Regions from separate parts of the Mus musculus genome. Here region 2 is linked to region 1. A link is a contact called in public HiCAR-type data. All regions are on one chromosome and are shown on one strand. The core of a region is the stretch at or near the end of the contact, and the rest is flanking DNA. Distances in the headings are between cores, read along the strand shown. Region 1 holds the start of Cdh6 (cadherin 6). Region 2 has its middle 110 kb from the start of Gm46517.

Evidence for each region. HiCAR-type assays count read pairs that join an accessible place to other places.
Region 2: a HiCAR-type map of astrocytes shows a contact between it and region 1, with 2.8 times the contacts expected there. The contact joins the enhancer-like site here to the promoter of Cdh6 in region 1. A contact is called at or near these places in 5 of 39 promoter capture datasets (the 3T3-L1 cell line, embryonic stem cells, frontonasal cranial neural crest and 2 more), 3 of 484 Hi-C or Micro-C datasets (cortical neurons, neural progenitor cells and uterus), 3 of 115 datasets of contacts at active chromatin or transcription factors (astrocytes, embryonic stem cells and extraembryonic endoderm stem cells) and 1 of 9 other capture datasets (embryonic tail).

Annotation. Positions count from the first base shown.
Region 1 is chr15:13,169,860-13,176,440 of GRCm38.p6, forward strand. It overlaps Cdh6 (cadherin 6), which reads right to left and starts at 3,816. Exons shown (of 12, transcript NM_007666.4): 1 at 3,655-3,816. Gm46513 (a long non-coding RNA gene) reads left to right here. Exons shown (of 3, transcript XR_003951639.1): 3 at 1-1,245.
Region 2 is chr15:13,389,484-13,396,064 of GRCm38.p6, forward strand. No RefSeq gene overlaps it. Among named protein-coding and RNA genes, the nearest start is that of Gm46517, 110 kb to the left of the region's middle. RefSeq lists an enhancer at 2,411-6,153. Within about 2 kb of position 3,743, at least 49 of the 459 cell types and tissues checked have an H3K27ac peak or open chromatin away from gene starts, as enhancers often do. A contact at or near this core is called in astrocytes, neural progenitor cells and neural stem cells, where this site is marked.

The sequences.
Region 1 (6,581 bases), core at 2,566-5,065:
CTGAGCTCCACACAGGTGCCATGGCATATGCTCAGGTGTGCACACCTGTATACACACACATAACACATACAACACACACACGCACACACATAGATACATGCATGGACACGTACAATACACACACACGCGCACACACATAGATACATGCATGGACACACACACATAACACATATAACACACACGCGCACACACATAGATACATGCATGGACACATACAATACACATTTACACACATACACACATAGACACAAATAAAAGAAAAAAATGTAACATATTTTTTTTCAGAAAAGGTCACCCAAAAATATTGGTATGTACCATAGAGAAAAATTACGAAACATAATGATCAAGATAAGGGCACATGTGCATCTTAAATGCTTTGAAACTTACACTTATTTGAATGGGAACGTCTTACTGTTAGACTCCTCTATTTCAGCAGAAGGTCTGCACGTTTAAGGATACTTAAAAAGAGTTATTGGTATTTCTTTTCTCCAAACATTTCTTTGGTGGTAAGAAATCTTTAGTGGTTGGAGTCATAACTATAAGCTCATTCTTATTAGTTAGTAAAATGTTATTTAGGAAGTAGAGCCTTGGCAAGGTTCTAGGGAAATAGATAGGAAAGTGTTGTATAATTTTGATAGTGGGAGATTCACGATTAATTGGCCATTGCTTTGATTTGGAACTGTATGTAGACTTTTAAAATAACCAATAGTCTACATACTTAGAAAATTATGAAAATACCTCGGAAGTCCCTTAAATGAGAGGAACTATAGAAGTGGCAGGCAATGGCTTTGATCTGATACACATATTAAGGCTCTGCTAGGATAGTGCTAACTTGTCTATGAAGAAAAATCAGTCAGGCTCTAATTATAGCAAAATCTGTGTTGCCATTGAACTACATGTTGGAGGTATGGAGTGGTCCCTCCACACTAAACAAGAAAGTTGAGGCAGCTGGAAAGATGTCATCTTAATAATACATTGTCATCTGCAAATACAAAGCAGGTAGAACCAGAAAGAAAGCCCACACAAGACTTCCCAGGGAGGTGGGTGCTCGCCACAGTTTATCTCTGTTTTGATCCTGGGATGGGGCACTCACCCAATTACCACTAATTAGACATTCAGAAGTCACTGTTCTAACTTGTTGCTGCAGCAAAGAAGGGGCCTGTGATCCCTCTCAATGTGCTTTCTAGAAATGTCAGCTGTTGGCAAGTGTCTCAGGCACTCTGCACTCTGCAGTCTTGTTCCTGAGAGAAGAGGACACCTACAGCAAGCTCTTCCTTTCGAGGCTGGTAGAAGTGGTGGGTGGAGGGCGTCAGACACAGGGGTAGGGTTTTTTTTTTTTTTGATAGAAGACAACCTGATAGAAAATGCTCCTGTTCCATATATCATCTTTGCAGAGTTAGCGCTGAGAAACATAATTGCAATAAATTGGCGTAAAAGCCAACTAGTAGAAAGACTGGAAGTCCCCCTGGAGACACCAGCCTGCCACTTCCTCCTAATGGCAGCAAATTGTGGACAAATATAGTGTAGTCACATCATTGGGCTGCATTTTTCTCTCAGCAATGTACTGTTACCTTGTATCTCTCTGAAGAACCTGATCACTTCCTCTGCTTCCAAAGTAAGGCACAAACCATAAAACCGGGTAAGAAGGGCTCTCTACCTTTTATATCACTTTGTTAATTAGAATACCAGCAAGAGAAAAGGGAGAGGGTGAGACACAGTTGTTCTCCGTTGGATTTCTTTTAAGTTTCTGAGCTCTGCATCAAGAATATGGCCTCTGGTGTACCCTTTGCCCTCTCCATGACGTCATGAAGCTATCTGCTTTAGCATATTCCCTTTCTGGTCACAACTGGTTTTCAGATTCTCCAGAACACCAAACACAGAGTCAGGCAAGTGCTCCTACACAAAGGACTGTGCTCAAGCTAAATTGGGAGGAGAGTTTGTTATCTTCTCCTCGCTCCCCCCCTTCCCCCCAAAGCAGAAAGAATCCCGAGGATTTTCCCTTTTCAGGTAAAACTATCAGCAAGAACAGAAAGAAAAAAGCCAGCTTTGGCCCGCATTCACATGGCAGTTACTCATTCTCCCGAGGAGTTGTGCATTAACTGGCCACATCTCTGGCTCCCTTAGAATCACAGGGAGGAGTTTGCACACACACACCCGCCCCTGATAATTAACCACCGCAAAAGCTCACAATTAGCATTCTCCCCCCCCCGCCCCCCCCAACACAGAAGTACGCCCCAGACACACTGTTAAAGGAAATAGCTTTTCTGGTTCGCACTGTGTGACTTCAGTAAGTGAAAGTGAAGAGACACAGACCGATAGAGCTTGCAGTGACTATCATAAAAAAAAAAAAGTGTCTTCATAGGAAAAAAATGAGTGGGAGAGAGAAATGTGTGAATGTTCCACGTGATTAAACTTCTTGGTTCTTGAATGTTCTCGGTAGTAGTTAAGTTAGGCAACCAGCCCCTTGCATACAAAGACCCTCACGTAACTTCCCATAAAATATGGATTTTATTGCAGCAGCGACAACATTTCTCAGTACCACATTGACCTCGCCAGCATCTCCCATCTCGAGATGGACCGTAACTCTTGGCAGGCGAATAACTACGGAGGAGGAAGTGACCCCAGCTCTGCGGCATTATAGGACTCCGCAACGACCCGCCTTCATTAAATTCCACATGAACGCCTTGGGGACTTCACTCTTGCATCTGACACCTCACATCAGACGCACCAGACCTCCTGCTCTCCAGTCTAAGGAAGGCATTCTCCCTCAGATGTGTGTGTGTGTGTGTGTGTGTGTGTGTGTGTGTGTGTAGCCTTGGAAGAGCACCAGCGAGCGGCGTCTTCCACATGACTTTTCCCTGGACAGTGTGCTCCATTTTCGAAGTCCAGTGTCGGACTTGCCTTGCAACCTAAGCATTTCTGCTCTATGAAAGCCTGAAGGCATTGCTAGGAACATGCGAGCTAACAGTTTTCTTTAAGCTCGTTCTCTCGGCCAAACCATCTCTGTAAGTTTGCCTTATTGGGAACATTCCAGAGTTTCCCGACTACCTGAATTAATTTCTGCGTTACTCTCAAAGCCATAAAAAAAAAAAAAAATCCCATAACTCAGGCCAAGCAGTCACCACACAGACCCTTGTATTGTTGGGTAGGTGGAAATCAATCAAGCCCCAAACGGCTCCACCGCTCCGGCACTCACTAGCGCCCTTGGTAATTGACCAGCCAACTTTGCAAAGCTAGGGCTCCACTAGCCGCCTCCGCCAGCCCCGCGGAGTGGACCTCGGCAGCAGCTTTCTCTCCTCCACACTGTTCCCTGCCACCCCCCGCAGAACCCTAGGCGTCTCGGTCTTACCAGGCGGCGGAGGAGCGGCGCCCAGGCTCCCCGGGAAGCGGCGCCGGTCCTGGGCAGAGGCAGCAGCGCCACCAATGCAACCGGACTCGCGCGCAAGCCCGCCCGCACCCCAGCTCCCAGCTGAGCATCCCTCCCAACTCCGTGCACCGCAACACCCGGCGCAGAGGACCGCTCTCTTTCTCTGATTGGCTTCCATCAACGCTACGGAATTAAAATAATAGCTATGTATAAAGAAGAAAGAGAAGGCAAGGGAGAAAAGAAACGCACGCACAAGCTCCCGCATTGGCAACAGAGACCGAACCCACCTCGGTTTGCCTTCCGGCTCCTGGGGACACCCTGCCACTCGCCCAGGATGCTCCTGCCTCCACCACGGTCTTCTGCTCTGTGCTTCTTGCTGCTGTGGCTGGAACTGCAGCTCTCGGGATGGGAAGGTTACGGCTCCAGAGAGCTGGCTCTTGTGGGCACACACTGATTTGCAAGTGAATGAAGTGGGAGGGAGCAAAGAGAGGAGGACTTTGTTACAGAGGCCCAGTGCCTGCCCCCGCCCGCCCCCTCCCCTTGACAGAATGACTCCCAGTGTTTGAAGTCCGGAGCAGTTCGCTCTCTGGAACACTCCCGCTGCCCCAGGCTTTCCCTTCCTCTTTTTTCTTATATATTTTTTAGGGGGGACGGCTTAAGACATACTGAGAACTTGTGTGACTCTATCTGATCTTTCTTTTTAAGCTATCAAAATGCACCGTGTTCAATTACCAGCAGCGGTCGGATGTTCTTTTCTAATAGCCCAGGCAATTAAGATTCCCGGGGACACGACATGGTACGGCGTGGCGCTGTGAGCCAGTTTGGGGGGGAGACAGTACGCACGACCTGCACTCGAATAAAATAACCCCGGTCTTCTGAGGTAACAATACCGACGGCTGTTCTGTATAACATAAACAGACGCGAGCAGACAGATTCATGAATGTCAGTCTTTGCTTCTCTCATCTCAAGAACACTTTTTCCCCCCTTGTAGCTTCTGGAGCTCTGGCGCTGTTGCAGAGTGGGTAACCCCAGAGAGCTGTAGCATGAAGTCATATGCCCCCGAGAGTGTAGAAGCGGTTCAAATCCAAACGCCCCGGGCTCATCAATGTCTTCGTGGCTGATCCATCTTTCTAAATGAGCAGATAGCAGGGCACACTGAACTAGCAGAATAGGATATATATTGATATTTAAGACGTATTTGTTGTGTTGAGATCTTTCTGGGAAGTTACTGAAGCAAGATAACGTCTATGTGAAACTCCTTGATACACATAGCTGTCTGGATGGGTGTCCTTATACTCGAGAAGAAGTGACTTCTCTGAAGGGACTAAGCTGCAGAAGTCTTAAACACGTCAAAGCATTGTTAAAGGAGAATCATGCCTTTTCTGCCTAGGAGATGCAGACACGTTGCAGTCAAGCACTATTGGATTAAGAAAATTAAATCTAATTACCACAATGGTTTCACCCCGGGTCAGCCACAGACCCAAGCCAGCTGTTTCTGCATGTTACAAGCTCGCAGCAAGATTTCCATTGCATGGTGCTTTAGTGACATTCCAGCCACTTGGCTTCTGAGTGATCTAACTAGCTAGAGGTCGGTCTTCTTCCCAAGAGAGCTCTTACTAGAAAAAAAAATCTTTTGTGTCCCTAATAGAAGTTGAGGCATTTTAATGAAGCCCAAATCAAAGTATTTCTTCCAGGCAGCCGGTGCTTCAAAGAATTGTATGTGGAACGGTCTTAGTCCAGATGTTCTGCACATGGATGCTGGCAAGATTTGAAAAGCCATCCTTGGGATGAGGAGATAGATGCCTGCAGTTTGCAGAAAGGAGGCTGAACATGGTCTCTTCATGTGGGTATTTGAACTGCAGTGGAGGAGGGATGGGGGAGAGGACAGCTGGTTCACATTCATTCATTCCTCAGGTTGTAGACTTCTTAATTTGAAAGATTACCTTGGTATGTCTGTACAGTCCTTTACAGCTCACAAAGTATTCTTATAGACCATTTGATGGGATTCTTCTGCTAATATGATTTTTTTTTTTGGCAGAAAGGACAGAGGAAATAGATTGATAAAAGCACAGTAAAGGTTAAGGACTATGTCTAAGATAATAAAACTAGGAAGGAACAAAAGGCGAAATACCCAAATGTGTACATGCCAACTAGTGTATATCCACAAAATGTATGCAGATATAATTTACTAACATGTGTGATGATAAATTAATAACGGAACATGTGCGAGTATGTTAAAAACACATTTTGTAAGATTGTCTCTAGCAGACAGATGTATAAATTAACTGATTTTATGCTATATGAAGGGTCATAGTGAAGTAGATTTTCTATCCATCGAAGCAGTTAATGTCTCACGAAGGAAAAAAATCTCTTAATTGTTTGTGATGTATTACCCTTCAAACTCCATTAAGCGGCACATCAAAGGTGGTTAAACAACCTCATTTTATTAAGAGTGGACAATCAGCTCGCTCCTGAGCAGTTTCATGTGGCAGCAGTAAGTGACATGAAGGAGTTTGCAACCCCAGGATATTATTCTAAAAGACTTCATGTGATTCTCAAGACTTCCTACTGACATTTACCACAATGACTACTCATGTCGATAAAAATATCCAGGATTATTTCATCCTTCTTTCGGAGGTAGGGGACTAAGCATTGCTGAGTCCTGTTATAAGTTGCTCTCTGGCACACCAGAGCACCTTGGCGAGCCATAGAAGCTAGCTAGTCCGAGGGAGCTGAACAAATGTGGAGATCCTCGTCAGCACGTGGCGTTTTGTGGTGAGCCAGAGTGAGATTCTGCGGGGCCTCTTGAGAGGTCTAGAAGCAGGTGCTGAGAAGGCATGGGTACCCTGATTTTAGGCATTCTCACCCCCTCATGCCTGCTGATGCTTTGTCTTCCTTCACACCTGCCCCCACCCCTTGCCCTTCAGTTCACAAGGCAAACAGCGCCACCCATGGCTACTTCCAGAAGCTTGCTTCCCCTCCCCCATATAATTTCGTTAGAATAGCGTTGATTGGTCGGGTTCCTCCAAGGAGTGGGGTAAGAAGCTGGGGCTGGGAAAGGCATAGTTGACCTTCACAATCGCTACCCTGGCTTTTTCTAGGATCCAAGTGAATAGGCATACTTAGGGAGTGTGGATGCTGAGAAGGCAATTTACAAAAGCTTGCGTTTCCCCGGGTCCCCCATGTTTTCTTTAGTAGGTTGGTGACTTTGAAG
Region 2 (6,581 bases), core at 2,493-4,992, 220 kb after region 1:
TTAGTCTTGTTCCTGATTTTTAGTTGAATTGCTTTGTGTCTCATTGCAAGTTGATGTTAGTGACTGGCTTGCTGAAAATTGTCTTTACTATGTTGAGATATTTCCTCTGCATCTGTAATTCCTCCAGGGCTTTTATCCCGAAGGGCTGTTAGATTTTGTCAAAGGCCTTTCTTCATCTAGCGAGATGATCAGGTGGTCTTTTCATTCAATTTATGTATAAGTTGGACTATATTTATCAACTTATGTATGTTAAACCATCTCTGCATTTTTGAGATGAAGCATACTTGTTCATTGTGGATGATCTTTTTGATGAGTTCTTGGATTCAGTTTGCGAGTATTTTATTTAGAATTTTATATCTGTGTTCATAAGAAAAATTGCTCTGTAATTTTCTTTCTAGGTTTTTGTGTGGCTTGGCTATCAGAGTAACTGTGGCATCACAGAACAAAGTGGACAGCGTTCTTCCTGGGTTTCGTTGTGGGATTCTCTAAGAAGTCTTGACATTGACTTTTCCTTGAAAGTCTGGTAGAATCCCATGTCTAAATTTGACCCTGGACTTTTTTGGTTGATAGACTTTAATTATTGCTTCTATTTCACTAGGGGTTATATGTTACTTAACTGATCTTGATTTAACATTGGTAGGTAGTATATATTGAGAAAATTATCCATTTCCTTTCGATTTTCTAATTTATTGCAATATTAGTTTTTAAATTATATTCTCAGGATTCTCTGGAATTTTTTTGTGTCTGGTATTGCGTTCCCCTTTTCTATTCTAATGTTTAAAAATTTAGCTCTTTACTCTCTACCTTTTAGTTAATTTGAGGAAGACTTGTTTTTTCCCCGATATTGTGACTTTCCCAAAGAACCAAGTCTTTATTTCACTGGTATTTTCTTAAGTTTCTATGTTATTGATTTTAGCCCTGAATTTGATTATATCTTGCCATCTCTTTGGGTTTGATATATATGGTTTTTTTTTTTTTATTCTAGATCCTTTAGGTGTGCTGGTATATTACTAATATGAGATCTCTCCATCTTTCTTTAACGTAGCCTCTTGGTGTCGTGAACTCTTTGAATGGCCTTCATTCCCCTCCATATGTTTGGGTATGCTGTGCTTTCATTTCTATTCAATTCTAGGAATTTATTATTAGTTCTGTCTTGACCCGTCTTTCATTCAGCAGTGATTGCTCACCTTTCATGAGGATGTAAACGTTCTGTTGTTTCTCTTGTTGACTTGATCTCTGGTGGTAAGATAGGATGCAGGATGTCATTTTAATTTTCTTCTATCTGTTGGGACTGATTTGCATCAGAGTATGCGGTCAGTGTTGAAGACAGTTGCATGAGGTGCTGAGAAGAAGGTATATGATATTTTACATTTCGGTGAAATGTTCTCTAAATATCTTTTAGAGTACTTTTTGTTTATGATATTAATTAATCCCTGTATTTCTGTTTAGTTTTTGTCTGTATGACCTGTCTATTGGCAAGAATGGGGATATCAAAGTCCCCCAGTATCAATGTGTGAGGGTAAATGCATGATGTAAGCTGTAGCAATGGTTCTTTTATGAGTCTGGGTGCTCTTGTGTTTGGTGCATAGATGTTAAGAATTGCAGTGCCCTCTTGTAGGGTTTTTCCTTTGGTGAGTATGTAGTATCCTTCCCTTTCTCTTCTGGTTAGTTTTGGTTCGAAGTACGTTACAATAAATTTGATTTCTGGTTCTTAATGGGTTTTTCCGTCTGACTCTCGAACACGAATTCACTTTATTCCATGCTATAAAGACAGAGCTTTAGTGAGCTGAGCTGAAGAGGCTGAGTTTATAGTCAGAAATTTGCTGAGGAAAGCATAAACAATGGATAAAAAATAAATCGGCTAGTTCAAAGTTACTTTTCATGGAAGATAGATAGAACAAGGAAAACAAAATAAGAAGTAACAGATTGCCCCCAGCCCCAGGCTGCTTTTCCCTAAGAATTAAAGGAATCTAAAGCTTAAGGATTAACACAGAGAAACTTCACAGTCTGTTGAGTGGTTTTGGAATGTTTGTTTAGTTCTCATTCCTGTTTCTCAGAAGGTTGAGCAATTGTTTTTCTGTGTGGTGACTTGGAGCTCTGCCGACTCGGTGGTTTTTTTATCGGATGGGCTGGGGTTCAGTTCAAGAGCCTTCTTCAAAACAATAATTAAAACATTTCCTTTGTTTTTGTTTTTTTTGTTTTTGTTTTTGTTTTTTTTTGTTTGTTTGTTTTTGAGACTCTTGCTATGGTAGACTTCACTGCTGTAGAATTTGTCATGCTTATCAGGTTGGCCTGGAACTTCAGAGCATGCTCCTGCCTCTGCCTCTTTTGTGCTTGGTGGTACAGTTTTGTGACACAGTGCCCAGGTGGCCTCACGAGTTGATAGATTGGTTAGGCCTGTTTCCCAGAGCCCTAATGGGCTTATGGTTGCTTGAGTATATTAATTGTACAAAATAAGAGGTTTCTATTATGATATCGAAACATGTGTGTAATGCAATTTGATTATATTCATCCTGTTTGCTGTACTTTTTTGTTCTGTCTCCCCAAGCAGTATCACTCATGCTTTCATGTCGTTTGTGTTTAAATTACATTATCAGTATGAGAGAAACATAGGATATCTGTCTCTCCGAGTCTTGCTTATTTCACTTAACATGGTAATCCCTGATTCTGTCTATTTTGCTGCAAAAGACGTTTCATTTTTCTTTATGGAGGAATATACATCATTTGTGTACATACATGACATTATAAAAATCTGTTCACCCTCTTGATGGACATCTAGGCTGATTCTTCAACTTGGTTGCTGTGAGCGATGCTGAAAAAAAAAATACATGGGCATGCAGGAATCTCTGCTGTGTGCTGACTTAGAACTCCTGGAGGAGTTTCATCAAAGCACGGACAACATGCTTGCTTGTGTACTTTCTTTAATTTTCAATGTATTATTTATTCTTTTGAACATACATTTCAAAGGAGGAAGTATGTGTTCCAGATGCTAGGGCTCTTGTTACAGAAACACAAGGATGTCATCAAAGATTTACCTGCAGGGCTCGGGTTATAAATTCAACATTTGATGCCCAGGAGACTGTCAAGGTTAAATCTACCCTTCTGTGGCAAAATGATGTGAAGTGTTCTGAAAAGAGAGGCAGTGCCAACTGGTGGTGCACCCACCATTTGCCAGTCTAGTTTGTCTGGACCTGCTTGATAAAAGCAGTTGGATGGAGATTCAGTCGTAAGGTAATTTAGTTGGCTTCATTAGTGTAAGTTTGGGCTAAATGTCAAGTTGAATACATGTATAAAAATACAATTTTTTAAAAAAAATGTGAAAATGGAATTAAATTGGTTGCACGTAAGGAAGTTATTCGGAAGGAGTAATTTTGCGGAGTCGAGAAAGTATATTTTAGGGTGAAATGTAGAAATACCAAGATGCCATTGCCACATCATGCTATAAATAGCCATAGCAAAAATCTAAATAATGAAGTTATCCATTTACCTCTTAAAAGTAATCCTCCCTTTCAGTCCTGGTTGTGAGAATTGGACTCTCTCTTAGCCCAGAGACATTATTACACAAGAAAGAGGAAAAGATTAGGGGGCAAAGCTTCTCAGTAGAGGCCTCTCCAAGCTGAATTTTAAGTGCTGTTTCTGATGTGAGTCTCCTGGTTTTCATTAAAGGGGAGTATTAAGGAAGCACCGTGCGAGCATAATAGCTGCTCACACAGCGCCTTTGCCTTTGTGGGGTAGTCTTAGTGCTCTGCCTTTTTTTCCAGAGCCTTGTTTCTGGTAGTGGAGTAGAACTGTCGCAGATGGTGGAGAAACACATTCTGTGGAAGTTGCTGCCATGAGCAATATGGTTTAATCCTGGACACAATGCTGTCATTGTGTTGGAAGCATTCATTCACTTGCAGATGCATTCATTTGCAAATTACCCACTGTTCATATCCCCCTTTCACGCAAACACTATGTCATTCCAGGAAGGTCAGCACATCCATGACCCACTAGATTCTTTAAAAGCCTCCCTTACTCTCCTTTCACTTCCCCCTTTTCATTTCCTCTTCAAGGTTGTAAGTGCAACGGCCTTGTGCAGATTTTGAATGTAATTCCCCAGCTAAACATGCCTGTAAATTTTCACTGCAAATACTTCATTGCATATTCGTTTGAGGGTGAATTGAAATTAGTGAAGTTAACCATTCATTGATGGAGCAATCCCACGAGGTAGAAAGTTTTAAGTTGGCTAAGTGTGATTTGCTAAAACAAATTATGTAAGGAGTGGAGATAAAGCATATTTAAAAAGGTTACCATTTTATTTGGTGGTTGGAGATAGCTTACCTATTCTTGGAGCGTATAGATACACATTATCTATAAAGCATTGAATGCTTTATATTAAAAAAAAAACAGCTCAAGGGACAAAGGGACTATGATACAGGAAAAATAGTGTGAAATGATAATAAGTTATCTCTAAAATTGGTGCTTAGTGTTTTATCAAGGTCTCATCATAGTTTCAGTTCAACTGGCCAAGATGGGAGTGCTTCCTGCTCTGTGCCAATGGAAGGGCCTGAAATGTAGAGTTGGAAGAACATGCAAGCAGCTCAGGACATCTGGAGAGAGAGGGCAGTTTGTGCAGGGAGTTTATCCTTGATAATAACATCTCTAAGATGAATTTAGATAAATGGATGTCATGTCTCCATCCCAGTTCCCCCACCTCTCTATCTTAATTTAGATCCACTAAAATTCTTTATATGTAGATTTTTAGTTTTAACATCCTACATTTTGAATATTATTCGAGATCCACGTTTTCAGTATTTTTGTAATACTAGACAGCCTGTTTTCAGTGCATGTGACATCAGTAATATTGATGAATTACAGAGTTTCCATTATGCATTAGCTACCTTTCTTATTGTTGGGGAAAAATAAGTGACAGAGGAAAAGGCTTTACAGAGGTTAACTTTTGTTGTCAACTTGATGGGATTTGAACTCACATAGTAGACACACATACGAGGGCTTCTATGAGGACCCTGCAGGTTTCCAAAGAGGTTCAACTGAGGCAGGATGACCCAACCTGAATGTGGGTACATAGTCCCATTGGCAGGGGCTCCTACTCCCTACTGAGTAAACAGAAGGTGAGCTGAGCTGAACCCTGGCATCCAACTCTGTCTGCTTCCATATCGTTCCTACTCTTCCTGTCTCCCCTAATCTGAGGTCAATTCTTACGTTTTCCTTGTTTTTCATAACAAGTCTAGTTTGGAAGAATAGTGATCAGGTGTTTTGTAGAATGAACCCCACTTCAATGAATAAGAGGTTTTTCATGATTAGCTTAGGACTGTGGGATTCTCAGAGGATGTGAAGAGTCTTGTCAGCATGCATTTCTAGAAGTTTCATGTTATCAGCTTCTATCAGCATGGACTTATCACTAGCAATATTAATATCCACTGATTGTTTAAATGGTGCTTTCAAAGTTTCCTCACTGAAAAGTATCTCTATTTGAGGGGAGATGTTGAATTCTCCCCTCTCTCTCTTTCTCTCAGAACCAAGGCTCAATTATTCATATTGCAATCATTTCAAGTTAGTTCATTTTGTTATGTATTAGTTAAGCAATCAAGTTAAGATCATGGTCCTAAACATGGGCTCTAATCCAATATGACTGGTATCCTTCCAAGAGGAAGAAACATTTAAGTGTAACATCTGAAGACACGGGGATTCAGGGGAGACTGCCATGTGCTCACAGAGGCAGCGTTTGGAGTGACATGCTACATATTGAGAGCTGGCAGTTGTCCTAGAACATTAGAAGGGGCAGAGAAGGTGCTTTTTGCCACCACTTTGTCAGTTGTTCATCAGCCAAGAGTAGGTAGCCACTACATCACACCAACTCCAGAGAAGCATCCCGTAACTCAGGTCTGTAACTCCAGGAGAAGCATCCCTTAACTCATGACTGTCTTGAAAATCATCAAATAATTCTGTTCACAGGCAGGAATAAAAATCTTCTTATTTGTGATCAGGCAAAGAATGACATTCTAATAACCACTTAAAAACTGTACTTCAAGGGACTGGGTGTGGCTGGGGGGAGAGCACTTGGCAAGCATATACAAGGCTCTGGATTCACATATTAGAACAAGCCCACCCCATCTCAAAAAAGTTCAACTAGGGTTCCAACTGCACTGCTTTCCCCTCTAGAAGGAAAGGAAAAGAAAAACCAGGAGGGCAGCTTGAGATGGTTTTGTGTAAAGCTATGAAATAAGCTGTAGGTTCACCCGAGACCACAGAGCTAGCAGGAGCTCAGTGCTGTTTGAGAAAGTTGGCATATTTTAGTTTTCACGGGACTCCCTCTCTCCCCTCCTTTTTTTCATTCCTCTCCCCTGACTTTTTGCTTGCTAGCTTTCTCATTTTATTTTATTTAAAAAAGACACACACACATACACACACACACACACACACAAACACTCATTTTAAATATACATTAAATCTGGCTGTATGAAAGAAAAGGAAGACAAATGAAGAGCCTTCTTTTTGCCACCTTGTTTGCAGCAATAAAGGCTATTATCTGAAATTCTTGAGCATTTCATTAAATTTACTTTAAAATTTAATTATGTGAA